3 separate regions of the Sus scrofa genome follow, and regions 1 and 2 are each linked to region 3. The links are chromatin contacts, called in public HiChIP or PLAC-seq maps. All regions are on one chromosome and are shown on one strand. Each heading gives the region's core, a stretch centred on a gene start, on an enhancer-like site or on the middle of the called end of the contact. The rest is flanking DNA. Distances are from core to core; before and after follow the strand shown. Region 1 has its middle 4.7 kb from the start of CRTAM. Region 2 overlaps UBASH3B (ubiquitin-associated and SH3 domain-containing protein B). Region 3 has its middle 83 kb from the start of UBASH3B.

Region 1 (3,452 bases), core at 12-2,511, 230 kb after region 3:
CAGAACAGAACAGAACACTGAGGCACAAGGGGAGACCTGGGTTCCTTGTTTGTACATGAAGGCCCCTCCCACCCCCCGGAGGGTGTGTGTCAGTCATCCTGGGAGAATTGTGAGCCAAGACTTGAAGCTGCAATTGCTGCCCTGAGGTCCATTTCCTTCTGAAATCAGCTCTTACATGGGCTCTGTTTTCAGAATGACCTGTTTGATTATAGAAGTTTCAGCAAGAAGCCTGAAGAACAAAAGCTTAGGGGGCCCTTTCCTTTTCCAGCACATCTAACCTATTGCGGTTCCTATGGGGACAAAATGCTGCCCCAGCCACCTGACATCTAAGGATGTATGGAGCACATGCCACCATGCTGGGCACATTGGAGAGTGTGCTGGATTCGTACCTCCCCTTATGCTGTAATGACCCTCCCCATTTGACAGATGAAGACGTGGCTGCCAGGAGACAAGGCGTCTGCTCGGGGCCCAAGTGACAAGCCTGGGTCTGTCCACCTCCCACCCCTTACTCATCCCACTAAGTTTTGCTGCCCATAGGCAGCCTTTGTCTCACTCAGTACCTAGTAACCAGAGGCTGCTGCTCTGGTTTGGAAACTCCCCAACCCCTCTGTGTAGGTCTATAGCAGTGCTCAGAGAATCCCAACATGGTGTGAACCGGCTGGCCTGCATCTGCTGGGAAATGCAGGCTGGGCCACCTCTTGTGCTGGCTTTGGGAAAGGCCACAGAGGTTTCACAGGAGCTGTGAAAGGTTAAGAAGAATGTTTAGGCACCTCTTGTCCTTGCAGCAAAAACCCCAGGGGCTTCTACACATGGGGAAATCCCCTATTTTTCTGACCCTTAAAACAGTCCATCCTTCGCCTACTTACTAGATCTCCTTTTCAGAATTTTTTCCCCTCGACAATCTAGGATGACCAGGGGCGTGATGTTTATTTCTCTAAAACCTGTCCCATCACCACCACCCCAACAAATGCTACTCCTGTGAGTACGAAAACATACCATGGGGACTTCATGAAATGGGGAGCAAAGTGACAAATTGGCTATCAGCAGTGAGACCTTTCACATACAAGGGGGTCAGTAGACACTTTTCCATTAGAAAATATGTAGAAGGTCACTCCCTGACCACTACTCTCCAACCTCATCTTTCCCCTCCATTCGCTAAGCAGCCACAATCTGCTGCCTTCCCCTGCTGAGCTCCTCTGTGGGCTGCAGGCTGAAGTGAAGGCGATGAGAGTAGGAAGGACCATGCAAACCACAAGGGCATGTCACCCAAAGCTGCCTTGCAGCATTTCCCCCACGGACCATTTGTCATCTGGGTCCAGTGGACTATTGTGACATTTCTCAAGGCTTGCAAACAGTTGACAGCACATCTGTGGGGGAATAAGATACACTCATTATCTCCCAGAGGGTAATTTAAAGCAAGATCTTGAATGCTCTGAAAAAAATTATAAGACAAGCAGCCTTTTAGGCTCCGAAAAAAAGGGCCCTGTTTCCATCTCAGATGGAGAGTTCATTATTGTTCATTCACTCACTCATTTGACAACCTGTTTCAGGTGCTGTTGTGGGTCAGTTTCCCTGGGAAAAGGATGCAGAGACAGAGATTTGTGTGTAGGAACTGATAGCCATGCTCTCAGGAAAACACTTGTGATGGGACAGAAAGAGAAGCTGAATGGGGATGCTGTCATAACAAAGGCCTCAGCTAATTCTGACCCCAAGGGGAGCTCTGGAGCTGGGCCATTTCCCTTCACAGTTACTCTACCTGGGGGCAAGGGTACAGGGCCTTTCAACTCCTCTTGGGGGTCCCATGGAGGAGGTGTGACTTGGGTAAAATGCTTCTCCCCACTGAGGGTAATTCTCAGAGAAGGACCCAACTAACCAGCCTCCCAGAGATGGAGGGAGAATCTGGGTAGAATACCTGAGTGTACACCACAGGTGTCAATTAAGGAAAAGCATTTACTTTTTTTTTTTTTTTTTTTTTTTTTTTTGCCTTTTCTAGGGCCGCTCCCACGGCATATGGAGGTTCCCAGGCTAGGGGTCTAATTGGGGCTGTAGCCACTGGCCTACACCATAGCCACAGCAACGCGGGATCCAAGCCACGTCTGCGACCTACACCACAGCTCACAGCAACGCCAGATCCATAATCCACTGAGCGAGGCCAGGGATCGAACAAGCAACTTCATGGTTCCTAGTCGGATTAGTGGATCACTGCGCCACGACGGGAACTCCCAGGACAAGCATTTACTTTAACCACTCTTACTAATTTTTCTCTGAAATGGATTACCACAAGAAGCTGATGTGGGAACATAGAAAGTTCCCCATATATTTAAAGTTTCACTACAACTGATGCAATTTAATAAACAATTATTTAACACTATCCTATAGCAAACAACCCAGAAGTCCCTCTAAAGTGAATGGGCAAATAAACTGTGGTAAATTCATATCATGAACTACCACCCAAGCATAGAAAGGAATGAACTCATGACACAAGAAACTCAAAATAATCATGCCACATAAGAACAATGACAGTAAGCAGATCAGTGGTTGCTTGAAGAGGGGAGATGGAGAGGGATGGGAGAGAGGGTTACAACAGGCAGGAGAAAATTTGGGGGATGATGGATATTTTCAATATTTTGATTGTGATGCTTTCATGGGTATATGTAAATATCAAAATTTATCAAATTGTATATTTTAAATATGTACAGTTCATTATGCCAATTATATCAATAAAGCTATTTTAAAATAACTATGGTCTTCAGACTAAACTACAAAGCTACAGTAATCAAAATAGTATGGTACTGTCACAAAAACAGACACATGGATCTATGAAACAGGATAGAAAGCCCAGAAATAAAGCCAAACACTTATTGTCAATTAAGTACAAAAAAGAAGGCAAGAATATACAAAGGAGAAAAGACAGTCAATAAATGATGCTGGGAAAACTGGGCAATTGCATGTAAAAGAATGAAATTAGAATATTCTCTGACATTACATACAAAAATAAACTCAAAATGGATTAAAGACCTAAATGTAAGAGCAGATAATATAAAACTCCTAGAGGAAAACATAGGGAAAAATAAATTGTAGCAATATTTTTTTGATCCATCTTCTAAAGTAATAGAAATAAAAGGAAACAATAAACAAATGCGATCTAATTAAAATTAAAAGATTTTTCACAGCAAAGGAAAGCATAAACAAAATGAGAAGACAATCTATAGACTGGGAAAAATATTTGCAAATGATGTGACAAACAAGGGATTGTTTTCCAAACTATACAAACAACCCATATAACACAGTACCAAAAAAAAAACAAACAACCCAGAGTTCCCGTCGTGGCTCAGCAGAAACAAATCTAACTAGTATCCAGGTTCGATCCCTGGCCTCCTTCAAGGGTCTGGTGTTGCTGTGGCTGTGGTGCAGGCTGGCAGCTGCAGCTCTCATTCGACCCCTAGCCTGGG
Region 2 (3,085 bases), core at 506-3,005, 170 kb after region 3:
CCCCTGTGAATGGAATCAGGACTGGAGCCTGGGTCTTCCCTTTTCCTAGTCCTCTGCTCCTTCCAAATACATTTCACGTCCTTCTCTTGTTGATTTTTCCTGTCTTTCTTAGCACCCAGGCCAGGGAAGCACCAATGGGGGCTCAGAAACCTTCTTAGAGAATGAACACTAGGGGAAATCAGAGTTTTTTAGAAGAAGTCTGACGTGTAACTTTGAGTTGCTATTATCACCATACCATCACAACTGTATTCTCTGCCCTATCAAACCTGCCTAACTGCGAATTCAATAAATGCATTCAAGGAGTTCCCTGCTGGCCTAGTGGGTTAAAGATCCGGCATTGTCATTGCTGTGGTGCGGTTTTGATCCCTGGCCTGGAAACTTCTGTGTGCCGTGGGCATGGCCCCTCCTCCCAAAAAAGTTGTTAATTAAGTGCCAAGTGTGTGCCAGACCCCTCTCCAGGGACTTGAGGTCTAGAAATGAACAAGGCCACATTCTTGCTCTTGGGGAGCTTATATTCTAGTGTGTCCCTGTCCCCTCAGCACTCTGTGGGGGTGAGAATGTTTGTATCTATCCGGCCAGCATGGTAGCCACCAGCACCTTAAACGCAGCCAGCGTGATGAGGAACTGAATTTTTAGTTTTATTTCGCATGTGGCTAGTGGCGAGCATATTGGCCAGCACAGTTGATGGCAATAGTGAGGGGATTTCCACATTTACACTCATTTGCTAAGAAAGACAAACTACAGGATGAAATTAATCTTTTCCTCAGAATAGTGGAGGCTGCCTTTCTAGCATATGGCGGCCACCCCAGAAGTGGCAATGGACCCTCTCTCTTGTCCTCAAGGACGCTGTCTCCCTGAGAAGCCAAAAATGGCTCCTCACTTTCCTGGAGAGTCGTTCTCTTTGGGTCTTAACTACACTACTGAACACAGACTAGCAATTGGAGGACCCCCAACCTGTGTTTCATCTGGGAGAGCCGCTGACGGGGTCAGACCGAGCACGCTTGGCTTAGAGAGAATATGGTTCCTTCCCACTGGGTGAAGCAGAGTGAGGCTGGAGGCTGCCACCTGCAGGGAGGGCCGCTTTCCATTGCTTTGGGTGTTTGTAAGTGTGACTCCTGCTTTGCTATCCAGTGTCATTGCCCCTGAGGAGTCTCCATGGCCCCCCTCCCCCAACCTCGCCAGGCTACCCTTCCTCATCAGGCCACATCTGGCTCTTCTGTTTTACCTCTCACTGTCATCCTGGGGAATGGAAACAGCCCAGCTGCCTCCCCCAGTGTGAGGAAGGAGAAGAGAACCCACAGGACACATAACACATGGGCCATTGGAACTGGAAGGGGACTTTGAGCTCCATCTAAGCCCTTTCCGTTTTCCACGATCCCAGGAAGGTCAGAGACTTGCTCAGGATCACACAGTGATAGAGCCACAGACCAGAATTGGCTGTCCCCCCAGCTCAGCCCTTCTCCCGGGGGCACCCAATGGATAGTCAAAGCGGTGGGAAGAAGTGATGGGTTGGAGTCATGTACATGACAATAATTTGTGAGTCCTGGGTTCTAAGTTAGCTCTGCACCAACTCACCGTGACCTTCAGGAAGTCGTTTTTCTCTCCAAGCCTCAGTTCCCTGCCCTATGGAATGGAGAAGTTAGACTCTGCCCTCAGTCCAGTGGTGGAGGGCAAGGGACACAGGACACAGGGTTCCTAGGCAGCTGGCTCACGAGCTGGTTAAGGAAGAGCCTCAGTTAATTAGGACAGAAAGAATCAAGCCCTGCATTGTGACATAAGATCACCATGTGTTGGCCTGAGAGGAATCCAGGCCGACCGCAGTCAGGGGTGACATTTGAATGTGGCAGTAAAAATAAATGGTGTGAAAAATTCTTAGGCACGCTTGGCCTTGAAAGCCACAGAGAGCTAAGTCAGGTACTCTTTGTGAATCGGAAATGTAGGACCACGTCTTGCTCCTTGGAGCCAGTAACTGGATTGGATTCTTAAGCTTGCACGTTTGTAAGTTTAAGCCTAATGCTCTGCCTCTCTCTCTCTAAGCCTCTGCTTCCCCATCTTGCAAAACACCTAAAAGACGTGCCCTGAGGATTAAGTAAGATGGTTACCTGACACTTCCTCCTTCCCCGCCTCCTCCCCTCGCACCCCACTTATTTCCTGCATCCCAGGAAGGGGGCACGTTTGGCTCTTTGCAGACTCTGCTCCCTTCACATCGGGGGTGGTTGGAGCTGTTCTCCAAGGCTGTAGCGCCTCAGTGTGGAGGGCTGTGGTAAGGCCGGGGGCAGCTGTGGGAGGAGGTCCAAGAAGGAAGTAGGACCCAAGACCGCACAGAGGGGAGAAGCCTCTCAGCACAGGAGCACCTGCCTGGAGCTCAAGAAGTGTTGCGAGATCAAAAGGACATCGAGCAGCACAGTCTAAGCCAAAAAGCCAGAGACACAGCCTGGTGATGTGCCAAGAGCACAGCTTGGGGACTTAGGACACCTGGCGTCCTGTGCCTGTCGTTTACCTGGGCGGTCTTAGTTCCTCATCTGCCACACGAGAGGATTGATCTCCAAGGCCTGAAATTCTGTAAGCATCCTAAATATCATATCTTAATACCTATACCGTCAGCAGAATTTGTGATCTTGGACACACACTTAACAAACATACACACGTCATCATGCTCAGAGGGGCCCATCGTGGTCCTAGGTATTAGCAGACATCTGATAAATCTAGCTATTCCAGGCTATGCATGGGATACTGGACGAATGGTTTGTATTTTTCTATCCATAAAATAAAATTACTGATTGACTTCTGGTTCCTGTTCCCTTTCCTCCTAAAGCATCAAGGGAGGAGGGCTTGTGAGGTGGAAGGGCTCCCAGCTCCCAGAAATTTAATGGGAAAATAAGACCTTGTTTTTTTTTAAAAAAAAGAAAAAACAAACAAAAAACCCTAAACCCTCCTTTGACGAGGCTTCCTAAGGTCCCCAGGGTGGCACTGTGCTTTCTGCCCACCCAAGGGGGTATTGCCTCATTCTCTGAGCTCTGGGAACTGAGGCCCAGGGGATCAGACAACACGACAAAGGGGTGATGGTCTTGGGGGCGGGAGTCGG
Region 3 (3,246 bases), core at 277-2,776:
ATATGCAATTAAAAAGGCTGCCCTTTGGAGTTCCCATCGTGGTGCAGTGGAAACAAATCCGACTAGGAACCATGAGGTTGCAGGTTCGATCCCTGGCCTCACTCAGTGGGTTAAGGATCTGGCGTTGCCCTGAGCTGTGGTGTAGGTCACAGATGTTGCTGGGATCTACGTTGCTGTGGCTCTGGCGTAGGCTGGGGGCTACAGCTCTAATTAGACCCATAGCCCGGGAACCTCCATATGCCACAGTGCGACCCTAAAAAAGACAAAAAAAAAAAAAAAGGCTGCCCTTTTATTTTTCTGAAACTCTTTGTGAATTATTGTCCTTCAAGATAATGGTAACCACAGATGTTGGATTTTTTTAAAATATTGCTTAGCAAAATAAAAAAAAAGTTGCAACCATGATCTGACTTTATTTATTCGAGATTCTTCTGGGATTTTTTGTTTGCCTTGTTTTTCTTATTTTGTAATTCATAAAAATCTAAAAGTCTGGAAACTATGTATGGAGTTTACAAACGTCAGGTGCCACTTTGTCCACCAGATGGCAGAGCAGCTCTACACTTGGCTTCGCAAGGCTCCACCTTCTGCTGCCTCTGCCCATTCTCCCTAGGCAAAAATCACCCGTTCATCTTTCAAAAAATATCTTGTTTCCTCTTTTTAGAATCTTCCCGCAAGGAGTATTTTGAACAGAGGTATTTTACATTTCAGCCTAGAAATGAACTTCCCCCATGGTGTTGTGTTTAGGCTTGCCATCTTTTAAAAAATATTATTCATTATAAATCTCTATTAATAAAACAAAGACCTAACCTAGCTGATGATGTTAGGAAAAGAGGGGACATAATTGATCCTAAATATTTATCCTTCTCCCTTCTAACTCCAACCCCCACCAGCAACCCCCCCTCCACACACACACACCTGAAGCTCAGGACAGGGACGCTCGGGGAGGGAGGGAAGGAGGAAAATGTAGTTGGTGTAATGGAATGGAATCTGATACCTTAGGTCCAGGAAAATAGAGCCACTAACTAGAAACAAAGAGGAGCGCCATACTGCCACCCAGTGGTGTGTGCGAGCTGATTCTTTGTAGATTTTTGCAGACAAGACCTTTCTGTTTATGTAACACACCTGAGGACTTTACACGACACTTTATTACACCGATCTTCTGGCCCCACCAGTACCTGATAGGGTCAGGCCTGCCGGAACCTAGCAGTCAGTGTATCGGCAGACCTTTGACTTCCGGTTACTGGCTTGCCCAAATGGTAGGTCCGTGAGGACCTAAATAGTCTCTGCTGCCTTGCAGATCCAGTGACTATCACAGCGGACTATTTGTGCACCCTTAGAGCCAAAGCACTACCCTAAGGCTTCACTGTTATCTGAGCAAGAGACTCAGCCATCGCATGTGGTCAACTTTCTTTAAAATCCCCCATTTCAAAAATCTGAGTAAATCTTGGATTCTCCCCCCAATGCTTTGTCGTAGGAGGAACTGACTGGCTGTCTAAAAAGGCCCACGTCTTCCTGAGAACATCTTGCTAAAGTCATCACTTCCTTGTCCTAGGCCAAGACCACAGAGCCTAGGAAAGAACTCAGGGACATCTGTGGGTGCAGAGGATGGAAAAAAACAGTATCATTTTTTTCCCTATTTCAGTTTGGCCTGAGGGACTATTCAGAATACCCAGGGTCAGCCCTGTCTTCCTCATTCCCTCCCGCCCCCCTTCCTTCCTTCCTTCCTTCCTTCTGCGTTTTACTTTCACTTCCCAAATCACCCCTCTACTACACTTTGGGATTGAACAGATTGGGGTTCAAATTCAGACCACCTCCCTTGCTAGCCAGGTGACATTTTAATGTTTCTTGATCTTGTTTCCCATCCCTTAAAAGAGGATAATGGAACCTCACCAGTGCCCTCGTGTGGGCCTTCATCCCCTTTCCTTAAAAAACATCCTCATGCTTCCAAATTCCACGCTCTGTTCCTACCTTCCCATCCAAACTCAATTTCCTTCAGTGTCAGGCTACATCAGATTCTGAGAAAGCACCCTAAAGGAATTAATGTATGATAATGTGAAAAGGACGAATAATAGCCTCTCCCTCTCAGATCCTAGAGTTAAATAAGCCTCTGTCAGAATTGCAGAACTTCCAAATGATTAGATGTGAGTTCGAGGTCATCTGGTTCAAATCCCATATTCTCCAAATGATGCAACTGTATCCTGGAGACATCAGGTAGATGGTCCAGAGTATCTCCTAGAAGAGCACAGACTGGGACACAGTAGACACAGTGTACTGACCTCTGCCCAGATTCCTTCCAATATCCTACACTGCCTCTGGGAGTCTATTCCTGCCTCTCCTCCTGGGCCTCTTCCCGTTGTCAGCTTCAGAACCCGTTAGTACCATTCTCCTCCCCTCTCCTCTCTTCCTAATTATCACTGTTGCCGGTGGCTGATGTAAAGACCTCATTCACATTATCCCGAACTCAATGTTCAGTATTCCTTAGGGAACGGCCCTAAGCTCCACATGCACGATAATTTAGAATGGAGTTGTTTTGGGAGAACAAGTAGAAGAAATTTCTGGAAGTGAGAAAACTACATGAGCAAAGGCAGGCAGGTGTGGAGCCTTTATATCAGTGACTATAAGACAGTACAAATGACATAAATACAAACTGAAAGGCCACAGATCAGACCTAAATTTCAACTGGGAGGATGACAACATCTGTGAGCAGAAGGGGACCAAGGGGAAATGATGCGGTTCACATTCAGCTGCTGCATCTATTAGGGGGAAAAAATCAGAAAGTTGGGCAGCAAGTGGGAAGGAAGATTCTGTGCAGAGAAGTAAAAGTGATGGGAGAACACAGCTCTATAAGGCTTGGTCCGCTCTGCTGGCCATTTCCCATCCTCACAGCCCCAGGGAGCCTTATAAAATGTGAACACTCAGGACTTTTTGGCAAATTAAATCAGAATTCTGGGGAGTGAGGCTGCTGTAGACCGAAGATCTGTGCCCTCCACCACCAAAAGGGAAGTCCTAATCCCAAATATGGTAATATTAGGAGGTGGGGCCTTTAGTGTGGCTATTTCATGAGGGTGGAGCCCTTATGAAGGGGATTAGTGCCCTGATAGGAGAGGCCTGGGGCTCCCTCACCCTTTCCATCACATGAGGATACAGAGGGAAGACAGCCACCTGTGAACCAGGAAGTGTGTTCTCTCTCACCAAATCCCAAATCTGCCAGCATCTTGATCTTGAACTACCAGCCTCCAGAACTGTGAG

What was found. HiChIP or PLAC-seq counts read pairs in DNA pulled down with a chosen protein or histone mark.
Region 1: an H3K27ac HiChIP or PLAC-seq map of alveolar macrophages shows a contact between it and region 3. The contact joins two enhancer-like sites. A contact is called at or near these places in 3 of 5 promoter capture datasets (fetal liver, fetal skeletal muscle and liver) and 1 of 2 datasets of contacts at active chromatin or transcription factors (alveolar macrophages).
Region 2: a contact with region 3 is called in an H3K27ac HiChIP or PLAC-seq map of alveolar macrophages. The contact joins two enhancer-like sites. A contact is called at or near these places in 7 of 47 Hi-C or Micro-C datasets (alveolar macrophages, epiblast stem cells, fetal heart ventricle and 4 more) and 2 of 2 datasets of contacts at active chromatin or transcription factors (alveolar macrophages and skeletal muscle).

The regions. Positions count from the first base shown.
Region 1 is chr9:49,775,735-49,779,186 of Sscrofa11.1, forward strand. No RefSeq gene overlaps it. Among named protein-coding and RNA genes, the nearest start is that of CRTAM, 4.7 kb to the right of the region's middle. Within about 2 kb of position 1,262, at least 2 of the 83 cell types and tissues checked have an H3K27ac peak or open chromatin away from gene starts, as enhancers often do. A contact at or near this core is called in alveolar macrophages, where this site is marked.
Region 2 is chr9:49,716,791-49,719,875 of Sscrofa11.1, forward strand. All of the region lies in intron 1 of UBASH3B (ubiquitin-associated and SH3 domain-containing protein B), which reads left to right. Among named protein-coding and RNA genes, the nearest start is that of CRTAM, 64 kb to the right of the region's middle. Within about 2 kb of position 1,756, at least 17 of the 83 cell types and tissues checked have an H3K27ac peak or open chromatin away from gene starts, as enhancers often do. A contact at or near this core is called in alveolar macrophages and retroperitoneal adipose tissue, where this site is marked.
Region 3 is chr9:49,546,110-49,549,355 of Sscrofa11.1, forward strand. No RefSeq gene overlaps it. Among named protein-coding and RNA genes, the nearest start is that of UBASH3B, 83 kb to the right of the region's middle. Within about 2 kb of position 1,527, at least 12 of the 83 cell types and tissues checked have an H3K27ac peak or open chromatin away from gene starts, as enhancers often do. A contact at or near this core is called in alveolar macrophages and retroperitoneal adipose tissue, where this site is marked.